Linked DNA regions of Mus musculus: region 1 is linked to region 2. A link is a contact called in public HiChIP or PLAC-seq data. All regions are on one chromosome and are shown on one strand. The core of a region is the stretch at or near the end of the contact, and the rest is flanking DNA. Distances in the headings are between cores, read along the strand shown.

Evidence for each region. HiChIP or PLAC-seq counts read pairs in DNA pulled down with a chosen protein or histone mark.
Region 1: a contact with region 2 is called in an H3K27ac HiChIP or PLAC-seq map of double positive thymocytes, with 6 times the contacts expected there. The contact joins the promoter of Eef2 here to the promoter of Ptbp1 in region 2. A contact is called at or near these places in 1 of 484 Hi-C or Micro-C datasets (muscle stem cells), 8 of 115 datasets of contacts at active chromatin or transcription factors (Th17 cells, double positive thymocytes, embryonic forebrain and 5 more) and 2 of 9 other capture datasets (adipose tissue and liver).

What each region holds. Positions count from the first base shown.
Region 1 is chr10:81,171,921-81,178,089 of GRCm38.p6, reverse strand. It overlaps Eef2 (eukaryotic translation elongation factor 2), which reads right to left and starts at 1,459. Exons shown (of 14, transcript NM_007907.2): 1 at 1,361-1,459; 2 at 211-425; 3 at 1-37. The coding sequence starts at 1,363.
Region 2 is chr10:79,852,699-79,858,348 of GRCm38.p6, reverse strand. Ptbp1 (polypyrimidine tract binding protein 1) reads right to left here and starts at 3,917. Exons shown (of 14, transcript NM_001077363.2): 1 at 3,628-3,917; 2 at 1,815-1,845. The coding sequence starts at 3,635. It overlaps E130317F20Rik (RIKEN cDNA E130317F20 gene), which reads left to right and starts at 3,378. Exons shown (of 1, transcript NR_029447.1): 1 at 3,378-5,650.

The DNA.
Region 1 (6,169 bases), core at 210-2,709, 1.3 Mb before region 2:
GTCGTTCTCAGAGAGCTCGTAGAAGAGGGAGATGGCGCTACGGAGAGGAAGAGGTCAACAGTCCATTCAGCATCTGACCAAGGCAGGCTAGGCAGCACACACAAGCATGTCACAGAGAGGACCCTAAACACGCCACTATTTGTCCACTGGCAGCAAACACACCCGAGTGACACCCAGAGCACAACCCCTCGGGGCTGTCCCCTCACTCACGTGGATTTGATTGTGATGCAGCGCTCCTGCTCATCCTTGCGAGTGTCAGTGAAGCGCGTCTCCCCAGCTCGGGCAGAGGCAATGATGCCAGCCTTGCACACAAGGGAGTCGGTCAGCGTGGACTTGCCGTGGTCCACATGGGCGATGACTGACATGTTCCGGATGTTGGCTTTCTTGTCCATGATGGCACGGATCTGATCTACTGTGAAGTTCACCTGTGGTGGGGGGATGGGCAGCCAGGCTGATTCTGGGAACCCAACTTGGCAGGCATCGGTGGGTCAATAGCACCCCACAGCAGGGGCAGGAACCAGATGTCGGCCCAAGATTGGAGCTGAGCTCACAGTGTGACTCAAACGTACAACCCAGGACCTCTGAAATAAGCATCAAAAGTTCACAGATGTGTCCACAGCTCTAAACAAACGCCGAAACCGACAACTGCGACACTTAAGAGCAAGCCTGTGCTAGAAGACCCTATCTTGAGGCTCAAGTCACATAACCTCAGCACAAGAATTCAAAGCCAAGGTGCACGGCCACCTCGGCACTGCAAAGATGCCGGATTGATTGGGACCAAAGCACGAAAAAACCTCCTCTGCTACACACACCTCTTCCCCAAACCACTGGGTGCTGTGCGCCAAGGTCAAAGCCCGGATCAAAGGCCACAATGCGCCACTAGGCCCAGTGAGCCACTTTCTTAGATTATGGGGACCGGTGCTCACGTGTGAACTCAGATAGAAAACAGAGACGGGGGCTACCGGAAAGGGCCCGGAAGGCGTTCAGCCCACTGGAGGTGTCCAAGGAAGCCAGCCCTACAGGCTGTCACCTCCCGAGGACACCCTCCGCCCGTCACCAGGGGCGCGGGGACGGCGCTTTGCCCGCTGCCACATCACCAAGCACAACCCCTCCCGCAGTCACCCCGGCGGCCGCGGGGAGTTGAAGGACTTCAAGAAAACACCCCGACCTCGGCAGTTGACACTCCCAAGGCCCTCAGGGACGCGCAGATATGGCGCCGCGGCCCGACCACGTCCTGCCGCCCGGGCCAGGGCAGCCATGTCTCTTCCTCCCGTCCCTCTCAGCGTCCCGCTACAGCCACGTCCCGCTGCCCCAGAGATTCGTCTCGGTCCCCGAGTCTAGCGGAGCCGAGGAGACTCACCATGGTGGCGGATGGCGACGGATTCTCAGAGTCAGAGGTGAACAGGGAAGCGCGCCGACGATGGCGGCGGCTGCGGCGGAAGAGACCGCTGACGTCAACGCCCGGCCTTTTATAGGTCGACGCCGGTTGGGTGCGTCACGTGACGGCGCCGGGTGCTCGTCCGGCCGGGTTGGCTAGGAGCCAGCTGTGGACGGGTCTGCGCATGCACAGAGCGCGGTCTTTGGGACTTAACACTTGAACTGCCGTGGGAGTGGCTGCGGCGCGGCCGGGGCGTGGCTAGCTCAGTCTCTGGACCCTGGGCCAAGATCCACGGATGGGTTTTTAAACATAGATTCCTCAGAACACAGTTGCTTACAACATGATTCTTGAAAACCTTGTAGGTCAATAGGAAAAAGACTTTGAAATTCGGACCGGTCAGTGGGTTGTGCCAAAGTTCAATTTCCTGGGTTTGAGACTGTTATGTAATTTGACACCTCTGGGAAAAGCTGGAGAAAGGGACCCTTGAGGCCACAGATTTATTTCTGCAAAACCTTGCTTGTATTTTTATTACACTTTTTCGTTTGTTTGTTTTGGAAACAAGGTCTTTGGATGCAGCCCAGGACCGCACCAAATCATGAAGATCTGCCTTAATCTACTGCGTCAGTGCTCGGACTAAAAGACTGTGCCAACACACCACGCTCTCATGAAACTTTTTTTGTCCGGAGACAGGATCTCGATAGAACAGGCTGGCCCTCAACTGGGTTGGCTGTAGAGGTTGTCCTTGAATTCCTGATCCTCCTGCGGGCAAAAATGCAACAATTATGATAAAACCAAAACAAAAGGCAGACAGTAGTGGTGCACGCCTTTAATCCCAGCATTTAGAAGGCAAAGACAGGAGATCTTTGTTCAAGGCTAACCTGGTCTACAGAGTGAGTTCCATGACAGACAAGGCTAAATCAAGAAACCCTATCTTAAAAACAAACAAAAAGGCGGGGCGTTGGTGGTGCATGCCTTTAATCCCAGCAGAGACAGAGGCAGGCCAATTTCTGAGTTCGAGGCCAGGCTGGTCTACAGAGTGAGTTCCAGGACAGCCAGGGCTACACAGAGAAACCCTGTCTCAAAAAAAAAAAAAAAAAAAAAAAAAAAAAAAAAAAAAACGAAACAAAACAAAAAAACAACAAAAAAGATAGATAGATCAGCACGTGGAGCTAGGCGGGTGGCAGCCAGCTGTCATTCCAGGACTTGGCAGATGGAGGCAGGGTCTGATCTCTGCAGGGAGATCAGGAATTCAAGGCCATCCTTCCTTAACTTACACAGTGAATTCTAATGACATCCTGGGCTACAGGAGACCTTGTTTCAAAAACAAAACATTGCCAAACCTGTCCTTTCTTGGATTTTGTCACTTGTCTCCTAAATTTTTGCACATTTAGACAAGGTTTCATTCAGTAGCCCATAACTCGTAGCCTTGGCTCCAGCCACTATCTGAACAAAGCAAAGAGAAAGTGTGTTTTTCAAGAGAGCCCTCGATGCTGACAGTGCCGCGTGTGTCCAGCAGGAGGCATCGCAGGACCGTGAGCATGGCTGTCCCCGCCTGACCCTGGGTGCGCAGCCTTCTGCACACAATAGATGCTCATTGTTTCTGCGTTCAACTCGTGCAGACGACCCCACCCCACCCCCCGCCCCAGAAACCTTGTTACGAGCTTCCTCCGTTAAAGCGAGGGACACATTTTACCCTTCCAGGCTGGGAGGGACAGGAGGGGAGGTGTCCCAGCCTAAAATAAGTATAAATTAAGCAATGCGGTTTGCGAATCTTGGCTCTAAAGTTAACCGGCATCTGCCTCTACCGCTGAGAGGACGCCGAGGCCAGTGACAAGAATCGTGTCTATTTATTGGCAGGGGCGCAGAGCCACCCAAGGAGTGGCAGTCTCAAGAACTAAGGACCACCTACACCTGGGTACGTGACTGCATTCCAGTCAGGGTTTCCCCGGCCAGCGCATGCGCCCTATGGTCGGGAATTTTGCATCCCGATGGTTGGAAGGATCCATTTTCTTGAAGAGCAGATTGTTCCCTGAAGTGAGTGTCAGAGACTCTTAACAGCTCATTCTAGGGAGAATGGGGTCTTTGCAACCAGACAGGGCAAATGTTATCAGAGATTCAGTCTGCTGGGGCTGGGGCCAGGATATAGAGCATTTTCCTAGCAGAGGAGAAGCCCTGATTTCCACCCCACAGCCACATAAACTAGCGTTGGCAGTGCATGCCTCTTATCCCACCAGCGGGAGACTGGAGGAACAGAAGCACAAGATTATCCTCAGCTACATGAGTTCAAGGCCAGCCTGGGCTACACAGAGAATTTGTTTCAAAGACTAAAGAGGAGGTTGAAAAGCCAGGCAGTGGCAGGCACATGCCTTCAGTCTCAGAAAAATAAATGAATAAATAAAGGGGACTGGGGATGGAGGTGGCTAGACTAGCCTGTTATTCCAAAGTGTTCAGAGATAAACAACTGTGGGAAATTCATAGTCAACCCTGACTTCCCAGAAGGTCTCTCAAACTGAAAACTGAGTTCCCTGGGGGAAAGTGTGTGCTTTGCAAGCCTGACACCCTCAGAGTGACCAAAGCCATGGTGGAAAGACAGCACCACTCCAGGAACTTCTCTAACCCACATGTGTGTGTGTGGGGGGGGGGGGCACAGACATCATGCACACATTAATAATAAAGAAAACATTCATCGAGCTGGACTGAGTTCAGCAAGTACTGACCAAGCAGGCACAGGGGTCTGACTTCCATCTCAAATACTACAGAAACCAGAACAGGATGCAGGTGGAAGCAGGAGCCAAGATCAAGTCAGCCTGGGCTACAGGAGACCCTCGTTCAAAAAAAAAAATCATTTTTGTTTGAGACAGAGTTTGTCTACATAGTACTGGCTGGCCTGAAACTCACTATGTAAACCAGAGTGGCCTCAAATTCACAGAGATCTGCCTGCGTCTAACTTGAAACTTCTGGGATCAAAGGTGCGGGCTACCACACCAGTTAAAATAGAATGTATTTGAAAACAAAACTCTGAGACAAGGCCTAACTGAGCACCGTTGTGGTCTGGCCTGGAACCTCAGACATTCTCCCTGGCTCTGGGTCTCTAGGGTCGGGGCTAAAGGAGTGTGCCACTTTCTGGACTAAGTAATTACATTTTATTTTGAAGAGAAACAGTTACATTGCTCTCAGGGATTGGCCTTGTTAAATTCTAAGAAGCTAATGAGGGAAAGAGTAGAAAGCAATGTTCAGGACCGAGACTGGGTGACAGACAACTGTGGGGATGGGGCCAGATGTACACAACTACGATCTGCAGAGCTTGCTGCTAGACAGCCATTCAGGATCTGCAGTAATCAGTTTAGGCCAGAGCGGGGCAAGGACACGACAGGGTGCAGGAAAGGGGCTCAAAGAAAAACGCAGGAAGGTGTCACTGCGCGTGCGCGGCGCGTGCGCGGCGCGTGATACAGCGGTCCCTGCCGGCAGGACGACCCAACTGCACGGTGCTCGGATCTATCTTTCCTCTGTGTAGGGAAGAAATATATACGTTGAAATAAATCATATTTAAGATTTGGTTAGACAAGATGTAAGTTTAAATTCTGGTCCTGCTTTAATCTACTGAGTGGCCTTGGATAAGTTACTGGATGTCTCTGGGCATTAGAATGAATAACAAACTAGTTAACGAGGTACCTATAATAAAGAGGAGTGGGACTGGGGCTCAGTGGACAGTGGGCAAGCCTAGCATGCACCAAACCATCATCAACACCACAAACCAGACTTCCTAGCACTGGGGAGATGGAGGTGGGAGGATACCGAGTGCAGCGGGCAGCTGGGCTACATAAGACTCTGGCTAAAATCACAAGAAAAAAAAAAAACAAAACAAACAAAAACCAAGGCTTGAGTCATCGCTCAATTGGTTAAGTACTTGCCATGAAACCATGAAAATCTGTGTTCAATACCAGTTCCTGCATAAAAACCTTCAGCGTGCCCTTGGAGAATATGGAGTTCCACGAGGCTAAACTAGCCTGCCACTGATCCAAAGGGATTCTCTTGTCTCTTCCTCAATTAAGTAGAAAATAAAGATGAAGGACAACACCTGATGTCAACTTCTGACCCACACATACACACTGATTGCGGACAAAGTCGTATGTGCATGACAAAGGAAAACAAGCCATGAAGTAATACAAATAGGTGAAATGGGGCTGGTGAGATGGCTCAGTGGGTAAGAGCACCCGACTGCTCTTCCAAAGGTCCAAAGTTCAAATCCCAGCAACCACATGGTGGCTCACAACCATCCGCAACAAGATCTGACTCCCTCTTCTGGAGTGTCTGAAGACAGCTACAGTGTACTTACATATATTAATAAAATAAATCTTTAAAAAAAAAAAAAAAAACAAATAGGTGAAATGAAAGGGAATGTAGGCCTAGCTGGGGATGGGGAGATGGCTACCTGGGTAGGAGAGCTGATACAACACAAGATACTGGTTGGATTCCCAGCACCCACATAAGAAGTCTCACAAGGAACCCAACACCGTCTTCTGGACTCTGAGCCACTGCCCTCGTGTGAGCATATACACACAGTTAGAAATACTAAACGGAAACCTGCAATGACATCCCTTTAATCCCAGCACACGGCAGGCAGAGCCTGGTTTACAGAGCAAGTTTCAGGACTCCAGACACAAATCTTGTCTGGAAAAGAAGAAAAGGGCTGGAGAGATGGCTCAGTGGTTAAGAGCACTGACTGCTCTTCCAACGGTTCTGAGTTCAATTCCCAGTAACCACATGGTGGCTCACAACCATCTGTAATGG
Region 2 (5,650 bases), core at 2,668-5,167:
AAGCAATTTATTCATTATTTTAGCCGAACCAACCCTGGATATCACAGAAGAGATTTCAACCAGGACAGCAAATGAGGCAGGACATGGCGCCTCAGACAGAGGTTTCATGAGACAGAGCTCTCTGGCTGTCCACTCCCAGGCAGCCAAACCCTGAAGGTAAACACTCAGGGACTCAGGACCATATTCATCCAAGGACCACCCCCCTTACCCCACCGCCCCATCACTGCCCACCCAACACTGTCTAGGGCACTGGTCTGGATCCTCCAACAATGCCAGCCTATGAAAGAAGCAGGACACCCATGGTGAACTGACAGGTCTAGAGACCTCACAGCCAGCACCTGCCATGCCCACTACTCACCCTAGGTGGAAAGGGTAAACTAAACCCAAGCATCTCACAACCTGCACCATTCTGAAGCATCCTACCCAGTCCTGGCCATACTAAGGTCTCAGGAGCAAGGACTGCTGATGGGGTCTTGGACTTGCCCCGCCTGTAGACAAGACCATGACATGCAAACTCAGAATCTCATGTCCATATCACTTGAGCTGCAAAATCCACTTCCTTCAGGCCACCATTTATTTACCCATGAAGTCCCTTATGCTGACCTTAGTGGGGGTGGCTTCCCTCTGGGCAGGGCAACAGAAGCAGTACTTACTTCCTGCAGCTCTGTTCCTGGCAGGCTGCCAGAGCCCTAACAGTCTCCCCATAGACGCCAGGGAGCCCACTACAGTCAGAGGAAACTCCAGCCACGTAGGCCAACAGCCCCACGCATCTAGGCAGACAAAAGCATATGATGCCACAGCACAGGAGAGCCCCTGGTCAGCCCAGCCTTCCCAAATGCTTGCCATAGAGATAGATAGTCCCAATCCACTCGCAGTCCCAGAGCAAGAAGCCTGGCCCACGTATTCACCTGGAGCTCCCTGCTAACTTGCCCAGTATGCCATCTGCGGCTAGCTAGAATTGAGTCCCGTGTAGACAAGTGGCCATGGGGCAATCCAGGTCAGCAGCAGCTTTGCCCAGACAGTACTCTGTCACCTGCAGGTCTGGACCTAAACTAAGTGGGGCTCCCTCCCCCACTGTTGAACACACACTTATCTGAGGGAAGATCACCAGGCAGATGGAGACAGCGTCCACTCACAGAAAAGTCAAACTAGTCCAGACAGCAGCCTGGTAGCAAATCAGATGGCAGCAGCTGAGATGGCCTTTGACGGAGAAACCCCAAACTACAGGCAAATCTAAATAGCCCACCTAACACAGTAAGACCAATCCTGACACAAACACATCTGCCACACCATTTCAAGACAGCATACCTGCAACCCTTCTAGCTCCAGGCTTCAGCCCAAAGTACCGTTGAGACTGAAATACACTTACTGTCTGTCTCCCCAGACACTCAAGAAGCTGAGGCAGGAGTCACCCGCTGGAGAGCAGGCCTGAGAACTGCCTGGACAGCACAGGAAAACAACACCAAATGGGTGGTAACTCAGTCTCACCTTAGAACATGCCACAGCCTTTCAAACCAAACCCACAGAGGAAACACCAAATGGAGTGTCCACAGGCCTGAACTCACTGCTTAGATGAAGGCAGCAGGGCAGGACAAGGCAAAGCCAGCCAGAAAGAGGCCAGCACAAAGACAGAATCACCAGACCCACAAAAGGGTCCTAAGCCCTCAAAACTCTTGGACGGCAGGTCTACATGCATCCATGCTATCTTCCGCCTCCGAGTCTTTGTAGACCCTGGACTAAGGCAGGCTCCTCTGCAATAAGCAAGCCTTTACTCTGACTACAATGGGGTACAATGCCAAGCTAGAGACACCTACCTTTGTACCGACTGCTATGTCTGGGACGATGCTGTGGAGAGAAAAGTAGACATCAGCACTGTGTGGCCTGTAGGGCCCTCTGCCAGTCCGGCTTAGAAAGGCAGGGAAGTGAGCCATCCATTGAGTCTCAACTTGAAAGAGGGCCATCATTGTCCTTGAAGACCCTCCCTTCTTCCACACAGGACCCAGACCCTGCCTTTCAACACATTAAATCCAGTTTTAGTACAGGAAAAAAAAAAAAAGAAAAGGAAAGAAAAAAAGCCCAGTTTTTATAAAGCATACCAGTGACCTGGGTCAAAACTCAACTCCTGAGCATCCTACAACGCCAGGGAGCCTGAAATATAGGTAAGGAGCAGCCCAAGACAGTGCTTCCTGATGGGGGCTGGGAGCTCCTCCAGGGCCACACTGCTGATGGCAGGCAAAGTGGCCTTGTTACCATTTACAAACCAACAGAGCTGCCGGGATACACCCTAGGTTACTGATCAACCCCAGCCCCTCGTGACTGCACCCTGCCGCCTCACACCTAGCCTGCTTACAGGCAGCAGCAAGCCTACCACAGCTGGCAGGTTACCAAATGGCTCTCAGGGGTCTGCCTCGTGAAGGGATTCCACCAGAAGTGGTGGCTGGGGTATGTGTAACCCTCTGCTTGGTTTACTGTTTTCAAAGAATCTTTTGCGACATTTCTCTGCACTCCCTTCTAGAACTCACTTCGATCTGCCTATCTCTGGCAGGATTAAAGGTGTGCACCACCACACCCCGCTCAAAGATCCTCGGTAAGTTGCTCAAAGGAGGCAACTGGAGACTCCTGTCTGTCATCTCAGCACTTAGAAGGCTGAGGCAGGAGGACTGCCATAGGTACTCAGCTTGAAGCTAGGCCAAACTACTTTTCAGAATCGTGTTAAAAGGAAAGCCGCTTACTAAGCCTGGTGACTCAAAGCACTAGGGAGGTTAAGGTGGGGAAAATCAGGAATTCAAGGCCAGTCCTTATCCAAAAGCCAAACAAAAAGTTTCAACAAAAAAGTCGGGGCCTGGTGACGCAGGCCTTTAGTCCCATCACTACGCAAGCAGAGGCAAGCGCAAGCAGATCTTTCAGACCAGCCTACAATGAGATCCGGTCTCCAAAACAAACCGAAAACTACAAAAAGTTGCCAGTGGAGGGGGCATCCGGGAAGCATGTGGGAGATACGGATGCCAGGCCGGCGCCCACACCGGAGACCGAACTGAACCTCACTCTGGCCCACCCGCCCCTCCAATGGGGGGCCCTGGAGGCCTCCTCCGGACACCTCCCCCCAGGCGGGAAGGGCGGGCGCGTTCGGCACAGGTCCGCGCGCGTGCCCGCACCAGGGCGCGCGCCCTACTACGCGCGCGCACCCGGGGTCGCATGCGGCGTGCGAAGCGACATTGCTCGGGGCACAGGGCGAGCCGGCCGGATTGGAGCACGGCAGGCGGGAAGGATCGCAGCGGCCGAGCCGCTCCGAGTGAGCGCGTCTCACCGGAGGGAGCGCGCGTGCACGCGGAGGGCGGGAGGGGGGCGCTGGGTTCCTCCGGATGAACCGCGCGGGCACCGGAAGTGCGCTGGGCGAGGGGCTTAAGGGGAGCCGAAAGCTGGGTGCGGTCGCCCTAAGCCAACCGGCTTCCTTAAGGGCCTCAGACGCCCGGGATTCCGAGCGCGCCACGCGGAACGAGGCCACACGCACGCGCCCATTGCAGCGGTTAGAGGGATCGGCGGGGGCCAAAAGTCCACGCGCGCGGCAGCGATGGCTGGGACGGAGTGGTGAGCGGAGCGGCGTGCGAGGGGCGCGGCAGGACTTACCCGTCCATGGCACACGGAAGAGACCCGCGGGGAACGGAGCGGAGGCGCAGGAATAGCAGAAACCGACCCAACGGCTCCGAGTTATAGACTCACAAGATGGCGGAGACGCCCGCACACGTCCCCCGCGCGCGATCCTCATTGGTTCCCGCTGCGGTCTGTGGGCGTGGTCAACCCCGCCTGCCCCCGCCAGGGCCTTCTATTGGTCAAAAGGTTACTCCAAGGGCGAAACGCATCCAGACAGCAGACAGCTGTTGGGCGGGACGGCCGTCAGTCAAGACGGAAGACGGAAACGGCCGGTGGGGGAGGGGGAGGGAGTGAATGAGTAGACGCACGTGATACCATCTGAGCCAATGAGCGAGCCTTTGTTCGACCCGTGGGACGCCATCTTGAGAGTGGGTACGTGGCGGGTCAGACGCAGAGAAGCGTGCATTCTGGAGGTTGCCTCCATATTGCAAGCAGGCACTGGAAGCCGTTAGCCTCCAACGTGAGAGTAAAGCAAGCTGCTTCGCCATCTTAGAAGCGGGCAGAAAACCCCGTATTGCCCTAGCTTGCTTGTGGTCACGTGGCCAGAATTTGGCCTTTCAACCGAGTTTCTCCTGGACTAGATCGCAACGAGGTGGAGGCCACGTGCTTCATAGACGCAGTCGCGACTAGATTGTGAATCATCTCTTTCCGTCTTTTGTCTACCCACAGCAGCCAAGCTCCATCTGTGTCGCAGGGATGGGGAAACCGAGGAAAGGAGCCGCAGTGTGGCTGGTTCTGCCTAAAGCTGGGGAAACGAGGCTACAAACTCAGCAGCCGCAGAATCCACTGGAGGGACGAAACTCCGCCCTCTTGTACCTTCACCCCAGCAGCCAGGATTCTGCCTTCCAGTCCTGGGGTATCACAAAGCAAGACGGGTTCTCCAAGGCCTAGTGCAGGCTATAAAACAGATCCTTTGGTAGGACTCCCAAAGGCACAAACTATCCGGATTCTTGTCTGCCTGGTTATCTGCTAAAAAAAAAAAAAAAGCCAGGCAAGGGGGAAAAGTTTCTCCTCCGCCCTGCACGGGAGGTGAGCCCAGAGCACTGGCCTCCCTTTTCTGTAATACAGGGCTCGTGGGAGGCGGGGCAAAGGGGCTGGCGGCTATACTGGTTTCCTTGCAGATCTGGCCAGGGGCCCAACAGCCTTGGAGCCCCAACGCGGGCTTGGTGCCAGAGGATTCCAGCCTGGATTAGGGGCGGCTGCCGATTTCCATGGAGGCCGCGCTGGGAGTGAGGTCTTTCAGGCCCCAGCCAGCCGGCACAGCAGCTAGCTTGAAGGCCCAGAATCACTAATCAGGACCGTCTCGCGGATTTAGAAAACACATACACACACACAACAAGGCATAGGATTTGAGCCCTCTGGGACTCCCATCAGGTCCTGGCTGGACCATCAGGGATAAGGTTGGCTGCCAGTTTTTGTTCTCTGGGTGGCTGGTGCCAAGCAGGAGCCCCACCCTCAGAAGCTAACCTGCACGGGTGGCTGCCAGTGAAGTTGGAGGCTGCTCATGTCCAAGAAGCACAGGTCTACACTAGCAGAGTTTGTTGAAAGCCATTTCAGAGACCTCCCAGAACCTTTCTTATGAAAACGGTTTGTGTGTAGCCCTGGCTATACCGAACTCCTGCTGGCCTCTAAGGCCCAGAGATCTGCCTCCTGAGTTAATGGCCAGCCCCACCACGCCTTGCTTCCCGGAACCACTGAATGGTCTTGTTCACCTTCAATTCCTTATCTGCTTCCTGATCCGAATCAGACCTCCATTACCCAGTGGGGAACATTTAATTCCGAATCCCAACCCCTGCGCTGCAGAGACCCAGCCTGAGGCTGGCCTCACATAGATCCACTGCCCCTGCTTCCTGAGTGCTGGAATCAAAGGTGTGTGCCACCATGCCCAGCTAGAATTGTTTTTGAGACAAATTCTCAACTTTGTGACCCAGATTGTCCTGGAATTCATATCTCAGACTGGCCAGCAGTGATTGTCCTGTTTCCGAATCCTGTGGTGAAA